Regions from separate parts of the Mustela erminea genome. Here region 1 is linked to region 2. The links are chromatin contacts, called in public Hi-C maps. All regions are on one chromosome and are shown on one strand. Each heading gives the region's core, a stretch centred on a gene start, on an enhancer-like site or on the middle of the called end of the contact. The rest is flanking DNA. Distances are from core to core; before and after follow the strand shown.

What was found. Hi-C and Micro-C count contacts between places; a contact is called where the count stands out from the background.
Region 1: a contact with region 2 is called in a Hi-C map of fibroblasts, with 3 times the contacts expected there. The contact joins the promoter of DENR here to the promoter of KNTC1 in region 2. A contact is called at or near these places in 2 of 3 Hi-C or Micro-C datasets (fibroblasts and spleen).

What each region holds. Positions count from the first base shown.
Region 1 is chr13:86,154,305-86,160,927 of mMusErm1.Pri, reverse strand. It overlaps DENR (density-regulated protein), which reads right to left and starts at 3,189. Exons shown (of 8, transcript XM_032310094.1): 1 at 3,048-3,189; 2 at 1,900-2,014. The coding sequence starts at 2,005.
Region 2 is chr13:86,010,724-86,017,852 of mMusErm1.Pri, reverse strand. It overlaps KNTC1 (kinetochore-associated protein 1), which reads right to left and starts at 5,678. Exons shown (of 64, transcript XM_032309827.1): 1 at 5,504-5,678; 2 at 2,882-3,061. The coding sequence starts at 3,010. It overlaps RSRC2 (arginine/serine-rich coiled-coil protein 2), which reads left to right and starts at 5,699. Exons shown (of 10, transcript XM_032309830.1): 1 at 5,699-5,823. The coding sequence starts at 5,818.

The sequences.
Region 1 (6,623 bases), core at 1,940-4,439, 150 kb before region 2:
TTTAACCCACTGAGCCACCCAGGCGCCCCCTTTTTTAAAGATTTTATTTATTTATTTGACACAGAGAGAGATATCATAAGTAGGCAGAGAGGCAGGCAGAGAGAGAGATAGGGAAGCAGGCACTCTGCTGAGCAGACAGCCTGATGTGGGGCTCGATCCTAGGACCGAGATCATGACCTGAGCCAGAGGCAGAGGCTTAGCCCACTGAGCCACCCAGGTGCCCCAATCAATGCTAAATTTTTTATAGGAATTATTTTATAATTATGGCATGTTAATATGACAATTTTCTTTCTTAGTAGAACATAAAATAGTGGTGAATCTTATAAAACATGGAGTCTTAGATTAGATGAAATAGAGTACAAAAATCAATAGCTCTTTACCAGTTGACAAAGATAAATACACCATACTAAACTAGTATAGTTCTCTAATTATAAAACCTACTGTACTATGTTCTTGTGTTAGTTGCTATATCAGAAGCTTTACACAAATCACCTTAGGACATAATCATCATTTCATTATACAGACCTTAAGAAACACACCTTTAATCCTTAATTGAATTAGGTAACTTGCCCAAGGTCATATAGCTGGTAATGCTGGAGTCAGGATGCAGACACTAGTCGTGACTCCAAAGGCAAACAAGATGACCAAGTAAGACTAGTATCGTAACAAAACTCAATCAACCCTATAAAAAGTTTCCCTGCCTTATTCTCACTGAGGTATTTTATAATTTTTACTCTCGAAGATATCTGACAAATACCAAGTTGACAACTTTTTTTTAACTCAGCGATATCCCCTCTCCTTCGGTAGTAAACTAAACTCCAGATGATGTCTCTTATTATACTTAAAAAATGTAAAGTCTCCAAACACAAGGACCTTTCCTGACTTATCCAATCACTACTCAGTCCCTGGCACCTAAAACACTGTGAGGCACCAAGTAAGTGGTCAAAAATATTTCCTGAGAAAAATTAGTATTTCCTTGCCCCCTCTGCTATCCTGTCCCTTCAGATTTTTCTGAAACTTTGCAAAATGCTAATAAAATTAGGACAATTTCCAATTCACAAATATTTCTGCATTGAAAATGAGGGAAATGGGGCCCCTGGGTGGCTCAGTGGGTTGAGCCTCTGCCTTCAGCTCGGGTCGTGATCTCAGGGTCCTAGGATCGGGCCCGCATCAGGCTCTCTGCTTGGCAAGAGACCTGCTTCTCCCTCACCCTCTCCCTGTGCTTGTGTTCCCTCTCTCTGTGTGTCTCTGTCAGGTAAATAAATAAAACCTTAAAAAAAAGAGAGAGAAAATGAGGGAAAACACTCTAAGAAAAAAAGAATCTAGATTCAATCTAACAGATATATTAGTGATGAAACCAAGAAGACTTTCCCAAGACTGTCCTATGACCCACTGTTCCAACCTCATCAACTTCCATTCCTCACTGAATGGAGGAACCCTATCCTATATCCACACTATACTAACCCAAAGCTGCTCACTTCTCCGCAGATGTGAATCAAGTCCTTTCTTGCATACCTGCTCACTTCATCTGGGATGCCCTTCCCCACGTCCTCACCCGGTCCTTGTCATCCCTTCAGACTCAGTATCTTCCAAGAACAACTCCTCTAACAGCCAGGCTAGCAAGTAACGTTACATTGAAATCATCCATTTCCAAATCTCTATTTCTGACTGTAAGCGTCTCCAGGCCAAGTAGCAAGACACAAGTCATACACGTCAGGGGAAAAACAAGTTAACCCATGCCTCCCCTTCACCAACACCCCTCCAGCCCCCAACTGAGGATTTCCCCGGTAACAAAGACAGATGAGAAGAGGATTAACAGGACCAAATGTGATACTACTATCACAATGCATAAAAATAAAGGGAGCATTAAAGAGCCATTTTCTGCTTTGTAACACTTGCCTCCACAGTAAAGGACTCGCAGTGGGTAGTCTGCATCTATCTTGGTATTGCCCCTCGGGTCTCCTTTGCAATCATGCCCACCGGATTCAGAAATATCAGCAGCCATCTCCCAAACCTGTAAGCAAGGAAAATAACACGTTTTCACTCTTTTGGACCAAGACCCCAAAAAGGCCCTGTTCTGATGTAGCCTCACCCCCTCGCACTAGCAATACCTCACCCCTAAATCTCTTTCGATTCTGTTCTTAAGTGAAGGATACAAGCTGCATTAAGATTCATAAAATACATGGGGCACCTGGGTGGCTCAGTAATTAAGCTTCTGTCTTTGGCTCAGGTCGTGATCCCAGGGTCCTGGGACCGAGCCCCACATCCCTGCTGGGCAGGGAGCCTGCTTCCCCCTCTCCCACTCCCCCTGCTTGTGTTCCCTCTCTCCCTATGTCTCTCCCCGTCAAATAAATAAATAAAATCTTAAAAAAAAATAAAATAAAAATAAAATAAAAAAGATTCATAAAATACAAGCAATTGTGGGCACACCACTACCAGCTCCACAGGTCTACGGGGAAGCAAGTGACAGCAGCAAAAAGACCGTGAAGAATTGGGGTGGGAGTAGGGGTGGGGGTGGGGAGAGCACTAGGGGAAAGAGGAAGCAACGGGTTAATAGGCTGGGGAGGATGATCCCTAGGGACGGGACAAAAGGTCTGGGGGTGACCTGGAAGGGATGCAAACTGCAGCAAAAAAAGGCCACAAAGCAGCTGGAGGAAAAGAGGCTTAAAAAGCCTACGAAGAAGGGGTGGGTGACTAGAGGTGCCCCGGGTACAGGGTGTGGGGGCAGCTCAACGCCGAGGGACGGACACAGGAATCAGGGAAGGGGATGGAAGTGGGAGGGGGCGGGGAGACCAGAATCTGAAGAGAGAAAATGGGGGCAGAAGAATCAGCAAGGGTCAGAATGTAAGAGCACTGGGGCGACAAGGGCGGCCAGGACTTGGGGGAGGATCTGAGGCAAAGGGGCAATCCCGGGGACACCAGAGGGGCCCATGTGGGCGGGGGTGTGGAGACGCCCGGCCCGGCCCCCTTCCGCCGGGCAGCACCTCGGCTTCCCCCACGCTCTCTACGAGCTTCTCGGAAGAGCGAAAGGCACAAGGGGTCGTTACCCGGGCGGTCGCACAACCCCCGCCGCCTCCGCTCCCGCCACTACCGCCAGCTGAAGCGACACATGCAACTCCTCTTCCCCGGCCAGGGCCGCCTGAAAGCCCGTCTGCCAGCCGCGGTCCCGCGAGACAATAAGCCTTTATCGCGAGATTCAGGCCGCCGCTGGGCGGCTGTCGCGAGAAGCCTGGAGGCGGAGGCGGAGAGGCCTTGAGGAGCATGCGCGTTTCGTTCGGGGGCGGGGCCAAGCCTGCGAACGGCTGACAGCCAGTAGGCGGTGCTCGCTACCCGCGGGAGAGAATGGGCGGTCGGCGTGCGGCGCGTGGAAGCGGGCGCGGATGCAGTGGGGACGTGCGCCGTAGTCATCAGTGACTCCCTATTAATGAGCTGGGGAATGTTGCCCCGCGTCTGGGGTGCATCCGGGAGTCCTGACTAACCTCCAGCCTGTTGGATAAGTCACTCCTCCGCGGGGAGATGGCAGCTGGAAAAGGCGTTTGGTTTCAACACCTCTCCTTGCACGGGCTGAATTATTCTGGAGAAGATCATGTCAGCGCTCCCTAGATTGTTCTCATCGCCCATAATCTCCCCACCCTAACAGCTGTTTTCATCGCCTTCCTCGTAGTTACCTATCCTTACATGGGTTGCAAATTGGAATTAATCTCTCGGGTCTCCGGCTTTCAGCAGCCAGAAGCCGGGTAGACAGACAGAACCACACGCGGGGGCGGGGGCGGTGGGCGTCTCAGCTCTGCTTCCGTCTGGTGGTTTTCCTTCGGGAAAATCCCTTCCTCACCGAGCTCCGCCTGAGTCCCATTTGTGAGATGGGAACAACATGACAGTGCTTGCAGATCGCAGAGGGTTGGGAAAATGATGACCAAAATGTGCTTCGTAGCCGGTGGAGGTCGTTCTTTTTGTATTTTGTTTTGTCCTCCACCTCTTTGCTTCCTTCCCTGCCAATTTCTTTTGCCGCCGCCGCCACCACCATCCTTAAATTTTCTGCTCAAGATTTACTTCGTGTGCACAAAGCCATCTGGCACAATCTTTTCCACCAGAGACTGTGGCCTCCACTTGGACATCTTTCTTAAAAGAGGAGTCCCTCCTTTCCCCCATAGAAGAGTCCATTCTCTTTAACTAGTGAAAGAAGATCTTATTCCCAAACGTGGTTGAGTCCAATAATAATAGCTTTCTGTTCAATAATAACTTCCATTTACTGACACCCAGCTGCCACTATGTGCCAATAACCTGCTCATTTGGGAATATAGAGTCCGGGGGATTCACTCCACAAAATTACCTTGTGTTCCTATTATGCACCAAGCACTGTGCTAGGCACTGGGGATACAGTGAACAAGAGACACGTGTCTACTCTTGTTAAACTTAACCATCTTAAAAGTGATAGCTGATTTGATCCTTACAATAACCCCCCCCCCCCCAGGTATTGTCTTTGATTTCCAGATGGTAAAATTGTAGCTCAAAGGTGGAATGAATTAAGTTGACATGTGCTTAAAATCTCACAGCTAGGGGCGCCTGGGTGGCTCTGTGGATTAAAGCCTCTGCCTTCAGCTCAGGTTGTGATTCCAGGGTCCTGAGATCTAGATCTAGATTCCAGGGTCCTAGATCTCTGCTCAGCAGGGAGCCTGCTTCCTTCCTCTCTCTCTGCCTGCCTCTCTGCCTACTTGTAATCTTGGTCTGTCAAATAAATAAATAAAATCTTTTTAAAAAATCACACAGCTAATAGCATATTTTTTTGATCTTAAGATGCATATTTTCCACATTTTAATATCTCATACCAAGACCCATTGCAATGGATGAAGTTTTAGCATCGTGTCATAGTTTAATTGGCAGCTCTTTTCTTTCTTAGGGTTGCATAAAATAATGGCATCCCATAATCAATGGCATCTTAGATGTGATGAGATGTGGCTAAGTGGCCAGTCCTGTGTAGTAGACTCAATGGCTTCAGTTCCCTTCCTCACCCTTTTCCTGTTTTGCTTTGTAAAGAAGGGGGTGCTGGACCCCCAGAGACTACATTCCCTGGCTTTCTTGTTCTTGAGTTTCCAGCTGGGTTCAGCCAACAGGAGGCAGCAATAGGAACAGTCACCTTCCCAGCCGTCCCACCCCACCCGGGTGAACAGCATCCCTGACTTCAACTGGTTAACCCATTGTATTGTTAGGGGATCCCTGACCCTGGGCACCTGTACCCTGGATTTCTTCCTGGATCTAATCTGTAGCCTGGCAGTGTGATTGTCGGCTTCTTGCTGCCACTAGTCTCTGAATTGCTTCAACCACCTCTGTTTATCTTTTCAACTCTTCTATTTTTTTTTTAAGAAAAAATTTTTTTTTAATTTGACAGAGAGATCACAAGTAGGCAGAGAGGCAGGCGGCGGTGAGGGGGATGCAAGCCCCCCACCAAGCAGAGAGCCCAATGTGGGGCTCAATTCCAGAACCCTGGGATTACGACCTGAGCCAAAGGCAGAGGCTTTAACCCACTGAGCCATCCAGGCGCCCCCTATCTTTTCAACTCTTTATTCCCCATGTAACTAATGCCCCGAATGAACCCCCCCCCACACACACACACACTTAAATACTTAGATGAGGTTATTTTCTGGGCAGACTGTACCCGAACACCACTGGCATTCCAACCTAGACTTGAACTTCCTAGCATATACTACAGCCTAACTTCCTAGCATACAGCCTATCAGCTCTCAAGTTCTAAAAGCAGGAGCCACATACTAAATAAACTTCCCAGAGGTTTCTTACCAGGAAGCCACAGACTCTTTGAGGAGCAGTGGAATTATGACAAAGAATATTGGAATCAATTTGTGCACCAACCATTGTCAGGAAATTGACTAAATATCTTTTAGACTTAAATTTTGCTTTTTTTTTTTTTTTTTTTGGACAGAGAGACAGCAAGAGCTGGAACATAAACAGGGGGATCGGGAGAGAGAGAAGCAGGCTTCCCGCTGAGCAGGAAGCCTGATGTGGGCTTGATCCCAGGACCCTGAGATCATGACCTGAGCTGAAGGCAAAGGCTAAACGACTGAACCTCCCAGACGCCCCAAATATTACTATTTTCTACCGTAAATCACGCTTTCGTTCCTGTGAAAGTTCAAAGATTGAATCTAATTGGCCTGCCTCCAGCTGCATCTGGTCTAAAATCCATCCCCATAACTGAACAAGCCCGGAGTCATGTGTCCACCTTTGGAGCTGGGTGTAGAGGGCGGAGACAGGTACAGCCCAAAGGAAATATGAGGTTCTCTGAACAGGAGGGGAATGATGTCAGTGTATCAAAACAACAGATGTCAACTGAATTCATCTTCATACTCACATGAGCTAAAAATTATGAAATAATCTCGTGCACTTACATCAAGTGGATATATAGGTGAGGCAGACTTCCTTACTAACCGAATCCTGCTTCACTTGAGCGAGCCGTGTGTCCAGCTAGACGCCTGATTTCCCAGCCTCCCTTGCAAGGAAGGTGACTATGTGACACAGCCCTGGTGCATGAGATATAGGTAGATGGTGGGGGGGGGGGGCATCCCTTCTGTTGGGAAACATTGCGCCAGCTTTCCAAATGGACCAATGGTGTC
Region 2 (7,129 bases), core at 4,429-6,928:
CTTCACCTGGTCTGGGTATGATAGTAATGCTGGGCTTATAGAATGAGTTAGGAAGTATTCCCTCTGCTTCTATCTTCTGAAAGAGATTGTAGAAAATTGTTATAATTTCTTCCCTAAATGTTTGGTAGAATTCACCAGTGAACCCATCTGAGACTGGTTCTTTCTGTTTTGGAAGGTTATTAATTACTGATACAATCAATTTCGTTGAAAGATAGAGGCTTATTCAGATTGCCTACTTCTTCTTGTATGAGCTTTGGAAGATTATATCTTTCAAGGACATGGTCCATTTCATTAGGTTACCAAATTTGTGGGCATAGAGCTGCTATTAGTATTTCTTGATTATCCATCCTTTTAATGTCCATAGGGTCTGTAGTGATGTCCCCTCTTTCATTTCTGATCTTAGTAATTTGTGTTCTCTCTCTTTTCTTCTTACTTAGCCTGGCTAGAGATTTACAGATGTTATTGATCTTTTCAAAGAAACCCTTAATTTCATTGATTTTCTCTACTAATTTCCTGTTTTCAATTTCATTGTTTTCTGTTCTCTTACTCTTTTTTCTATTTACTGTGGATTTCATTTGCCCTTACTTTTCTGGTTTCCTAAACAAAAAACTTATATTATTGATTTTAGATCTTTCTTCTTTTCTAATTTATACATTCAATGTTATAAATTTTCCAAGAAGCACTGCTTTTGCTGCACTTCACAAATTTTGATAACTTATGTTTCCATTTTCCTTTTTTCTTAAGGACCAAGTTAGGTGCTAATTTTTTTATGAAATGCTCCTTAAATTGTCCCCACCCACAACATACTCTCCTCCTGAAATCCCTTTTTATTTTTTTTTAAAGATTTTATTTATTTATTTGACAGACAGAGATCACAAGTAGGCAGAGAGGCAGGCATAGAGAGAAAGGGGGAAGCAGGCTCCCTGCTGAGCAGAGAGCCCAATGCGGGGCTCAATCCCAGGACCCCAAGATCATTATCCAAGCTGAAGGCAGAGGCTTAACCCACTGAGCCACCCAGGCACCCCTTCTCCTGAATTCCTACTGCATTTACTGTCGGTATCATTCATTGTTATTCAGCATATACTGACTTGCGCAACTAAGTAGTTTTTATTGCTGCTGTCCTGTCTGCTTTACTTTCAGGAAAGATCTTAAAAATATGGCATAATAGGTTACTTTATATTCTAAGAGCTTAGTATATGGTTTTGAAAATAGCATTTGCTATGAGCGACAAGTGATACTTCAAGCTAATAACAGACAGAATTTTAGTTCCTAGCTGTATTTGAAACTAGGTACACACATACTATTTTTCAACAGGAGTCCTCAGAGCTCAAGGGAGGCATGGGCTACTCCATATTTTGAGGCTCCTGATAATGCTAAAAATAGCCACTTTCTTATTACAGAACTCCTAGTATACTTTAAATTAAAATTTTTGCTTTTAACAAATAACAATTTAATACCAAAGAAAATAATGTATTTGTTTTACTCATGAACATTTACAAATACTGTGATTCACAGTCTACGAAAGGCAGTATAGTTCAACAATAGGATGCACGCTGTGTAAAGCATGGTCTATTTTTTTAAAATCCTATCAGCCAGTTTCTCTGAATACATATAGAACCTCACTTGAAAAAAAAGCCAAAAAGCCTACATTTGAGGTCCTTTATGAATAAGGTCCCCAAGAGAGGCCCTTCCTTTCAAGCCCTAGAAGATATAATCTTGTTTTTAATAGTTTTTTTTCTTCTTTTCATTTAAATCTTTTTTCTTAGAGGATTAAATATTATATTGACTTACTAAGAGAAATGAAAGGATCGTGGGCTATAATACTGTGAATACAAGTCAGATGTACTTTCTTTACAAAAAAAACCCTTTGTTTACAAAAATTATTTTATCAGATGCAAATTACTGAAAAAGAAAACGTAAGATAAAAAACTAACTGTAATATCTTCTACAGGATGCCAAAAGTAAGGTTTCAAGCCTGGACTAAGAAGAGTAAAAATATTGTTAAAAGAAGAAAATTAGGGGCCTCTGGGTGACCCAGTGGGTTAAAGCCTCTGCCTTTGGCTCAGGTCATGATCCCAGGGTACTGGGATCAAGCCCCGCATCGGGGTCTCTGCTTAGCAGGGAACCTGCTTCCTCCTCTTTCTCTGCCTGCCTCTCTGCCCACTTGTGATCTCTGTCTGTCAAATAAATAAATAAAATTTTTAAAAAACAAAAAAGAGAAGAAAATTATTATGTGTAAAGAAATCCATGGAAAGGATAAATGTCAACCTCAGCAGAATGCTTAACTCAGGGGTGGAGTATAGGGGGAGCTTGGGATTGGGAAGGGACCCCAGGGCCTTCAAACCTATTGGTAATGTTTTATTTCCTGAGCTTGTGGTGGGTATTCTTTCTCTTTATTTACATTCTATTTGTCCCAATGTCAAGAAAAGCTATGAAATGTTCAGTTTTGGAAATAGTGATCTAAGACAATGAAGGGAGAATTCAGATGGAAATTTCCAGTAATCTGAGACTGAACTTTGATTCCCTGAGAAATGCTATATCCATTTATAGAACATTTACCATGTGACTACTGGGCTTACTAAGCACTCAGCAAAAGTGTTATAAATGAAAACAGTCAGGGGGCGCCTGGGTGGCTCAGTGGGTTGGGCCTCTGCCTTCGGCTCAGGTCATGATCCAGGGTCCTGCGATCGAGCCCCGCATCGGGCTCTCTGCTCGGCGGGGAGCCTGCTTACCTTCCTCTCTCTCTGCCTTCCCCTCGGCCTACTTGTGATCTCTCTCTGTCAAATAAATAAAAATCTTTAAAAAAACAAAAAAAAAAAAAAACCAAAAAAAAAAAAAAAAAAAAAAAAAAAAAGAAAACAGTCAGCATCATAATCAGTACCTTTTCAGAGGAGATCTTTGCTAGCAAATCAACTTGATATAAAGCAGTTCCGTGTTCTTTTCTTGAACCAACACTTAGGTACCCGCTTCCAGTATCATCACTCGTCAACAGTTCAATATCATTCCACATGTTTCCGAGATTATCTTCCTGACTCAGGAACCACTGCTTTCCCTGTGACAACTTGTAAAATTAGAGAACAGATAAGTAAATACACACACACCCACACCAATCAATGAAGACCTTTCTGTGTTATTTCTTTAGTCACTAGATACTTCAGACCAGTAAGATAGATGGAACTAGAGCTATGATTATCATCAGAGAACAATATAGCCATCTAGGGGCGCCTGGGTGGCTCAGTGGGTTAAGTCTCTGCCTTTGGCTCAGGTCATGATCTCAGGGACCGGGGATCGAGCCCCAAATCAGGCTCTCTGCTTAGCAGGGAGCCTGTTTCCCACCCCCTCGCTCTGCCTGCCTCTCTGACTACTTGTAATCTCTGTCAAATAAATAAAATCTTAAAAAAAACTATATATATATATATATATATATATATATATATATATACCTGTCTAGGATCAGACAAATTTGATCTCACCAATGTATCCTAGAGCTTCTAATATGTTGTGTGCCTAGCTTAAACTTATAACTTAAACTTATAACAAGTTTTCATTTGAAATAAACCTTTTAGCAGTATAACAATAAATAGCAGAAGACCTAAAGTCAGACCGAGAAGATATCTGAGGATGGTTAAGTTTCCAAAGAAACTTTTTAAAAAGTCAATTAATGTTTCCAGTATTATAACAGTAAATGAAAATGCTAAGGGGAAAGGGGAAAAATTAGATTAGGTTTCTGACTGAATCAAAGATTATACCTGTAACCTAGGAGAGTCACTTGAACATCTCATCAGCCAAGACTTATGTAACTCATTTTGTGTGCTGTGAGTTGGAAAAGAATACGAAGATGAAAAATAATCCCTGATCAGTCACTGGTGGAGAATAGCAACCAAATAATTACAACTGTTTTGATAAGTGCTAGCAAAAGTAGGTTTTAAATTTTATGGAACATACAGCACAGTGAAGGTGCTTTTTCACTTATAACCAGTTGTCTTCAAGAAAGCAACGTAATCCCTTCTTCTGTTCTCAGTTACCTGTAATAGGAATAGTTGTACCTGCAAAGGTAATGAGTTTTAAATACTCATGCAACAGTGCTTGGTTCATGGCAAGCACTCAATATTAAGCGTTAGGTAATTTATCATTTTCATTTGTGAAAACAGGTAACATTTAGGCTATGGTCATAGTAGGTTTTTAAATATAGGAAAGGAGCTGTTACCAAGCGTGTGAGCAAAGGTACAAAACAAAGCTTGTTAGAACAAACAGTAGTTCTAGTGGCTCGTGTGTTTGGGTGGGAGTTGGAAGGAGATTAAGACAGGAGGGACAGGCTCGGGTTAATACTTTGATGGGTCTCTGTGCCGCACATATGAAAAAAATAGAGAAATATTATCAACCTTCCAGAGCTGTCAAGTCACTCATTCAACCAGTGTTTACTGCTACCTACTTTGTATCAGGGAGTGCTCTAGAGCAAGAATACAGCCCAGAAGGCAGAAAAGCCCTGTCATCATTACAAAGTTTATAATTAGTCTAAGAAGGACAAACAAAACAGTTAACATGTATGGAGTATGCACAGCAGTTTTGAATGCTTTACTCATTTAATCTGCACAACAGCCCATTTTACAGCAGAGACATGAGCCAGGGATTAAATAAATGGTCAAGTCACCTAAATTGAGTAAATGATATAGTTAGACAAGATTCAAATTCACACCTATTAACTGTTGTGTTACCTCCCGACAAAAATAAGTAAGTGCCCAATTACGAACAGTGCTAAAGTTTTGAACTAAACGATGCTCAGGTGGGGGCCAAGGGGCCACATAAGAAGAACCTGTTGGGTAAAGGAAAGAGAGAACATGGGAGCTGAGATCCCAAGGGCAAGAAGCCAACTCTGCAAAGCTCAGAGAGAAAAGAAATGCAGGCCAGTGCAAAGGCTCGGAGGCTGGAAGGAGTTTGGGGCGGCTGCTGGGCCACAGCAAAAACGGAACAGTTCAAAAGCTAAACGAATCCTCAACTTTAAGATTGGGTTTTTATGCTCGGTACTACAGAGGAAAGACACTCAGGAGACGAGTGACCTGATTTGATAAACGATTTTTGATCAGTCGAGAGGCTGGGTGGAGAACCGATTAGCGAATTAGGTGAAATGAAAGTGTCAGTTAGGCCCCCATGCACAAGCGCTCCCCGCCGGACAACGGACCAGCAAGAACCGACTTCAAACTCACTCCCGCCAGCTTCTTGATGGGAAAACACCCGAACTGGGCTGAGGCCGCTGTTACTACGACCTGAACCCACCCCCAGGTCTCTACAGCAGCGCATTACCCCCTCCTCACCTGCAACTGAAGAAACTAAAGAAGAACACTCAAACTTATCGACCCTCTTCCTGCCACCCACAACTGTCCCTAATCTCTTCAGGTTCTAGCCCACGGGTTTAAATTGGCGGGAGAACACCAAACCCAACCCCTTTTACGGCAGCCGGAGGAGGCCAAAATTGCTTTAAAATCGAACTAGGAAGTTGCCCCACCTTAAATTCCACCCATTCCGATTTCCCGGCTGCGCATTCTAGGGTGTATTCTTGGCTCCGCCCCCTCCCTGGCCTTACACGCCCCTTTCAGAAGAACAACCAATCACTTCCTCGAATCGCGTTGCTATAGAGACTCTTATCACCACCCTTTTTTTTTTTTTCCCAGCAAGCTGTGCGACGCGCCGGGCCTCTTCCCCTTTGTGCCATCCGGGTCTCTCGCGCGAGCGATTTAGTCTGTGGCGAAGCGTCGGGGCGGCCGGTACAGTTGAGAGCGGCAAGTGGAGGCGCCGCCCTAGCGGCCAGGACTCTGGACTATGGCGGTAGGTGCCGACGCTGAGTATAAAACCCGGGATATTTTTCTGCTACTCTCCAAAGAGCGGGTGAACGGCTCCCAGAGCTGTTGTCCGCGCGTGTGTGGACAAAATGGCGCCGCGGCCTTCTTCTGCGCCCGCCATCATGGCTGCCTGCTGTAGGGAGGGGGAAATGAGGCGGTGTCGGTGGGGGTGGGGAGCCGCAGGGAGTGTCTTTTTTTTTTTTTTTTTCCAGAACTTTCCTCATCCCTTTTCTAGGCCTGTATTCCGTTCCACTCGTAGACCGGTCTCCAGTTTAGCTAACTCATTGTTAGTCGTTTTTATTGAGTTTTATTAGGGCTTGGGAATTTCTGTTCGCGTTGGGGAAGGGCTGGGGAAGAGAGAAAAGGGATGGGGGGGGTCTTTGAAAAGTATGGGATCAGAAAGGCGTTGTCTGTAAGGAGTGGAATGGAAGAAGAGAATCGTCTTGTAACGTTTTGGGGGGTGATTTTTTGCTTACGCTCAGTAAAATTCTAGTTGCATAATTTTAATTAGTGTTTCGTCTGTGAAAACCTTAGTTTATTCCTTAGTACGGAGCTGAGAAAGCTGTTGCTCAAAGGGAGTTTAAAAAAAAAATCGACTTAATTCCGAGAGGGCTTTGAACTACGAATTCCGATTGTCGTTCATTTCCGAAGCAGCTCGTGATGTAATCATTTTGAAGTCTTTGAGAAGGATTATAATAAAGCCTTATCATTGGCGTTGTTTCTTACATTTAAGAACCCTTCATTGACCCATTTAATTTTAAATAAGAACACTAGTTCTTTTAAAAAGCCTGATTCGGGTATAGGATGCTCAATTCTGGTGGGTCACATTATTGTGACTACTTCGTTTTTCTTAACCCTGTTAAAAGAAAAATGCAAGCATCTTGTGTTCTTTTCGACTGACTAGAAAGTTCTATGTACTCCTCTTCAAAAATAAGTAGGACTATAAACATACCGGAAGATTCGTAGTTTGCCCTTGCAAAAAATTGGGGTATCTGAAATTAGGATGGTTTCTGCACTCCCCTCCCCCAGTACCTAATTGAATTAAGAACCTATTTTTTTTATAAGGTTTCAAACAGTTGGAAGGCTGTTTGGTGTTTGTGCAATTAATTGATGTAATGTTTTCCTTTGTTTAAATAGTGTTTTGGGCCTTTTAAGGTACTTTAAAGAATAGTGGTGTTTTACTTGGGCGCAAATATATTAAAAAAATGAAGTCCGTTCAAACATTTGGTGCTGCAGGGCCTCCTTCAATAAAGAGACACAGTTCCCTGGAGAAGTGGCCTAGTATTAAAGCC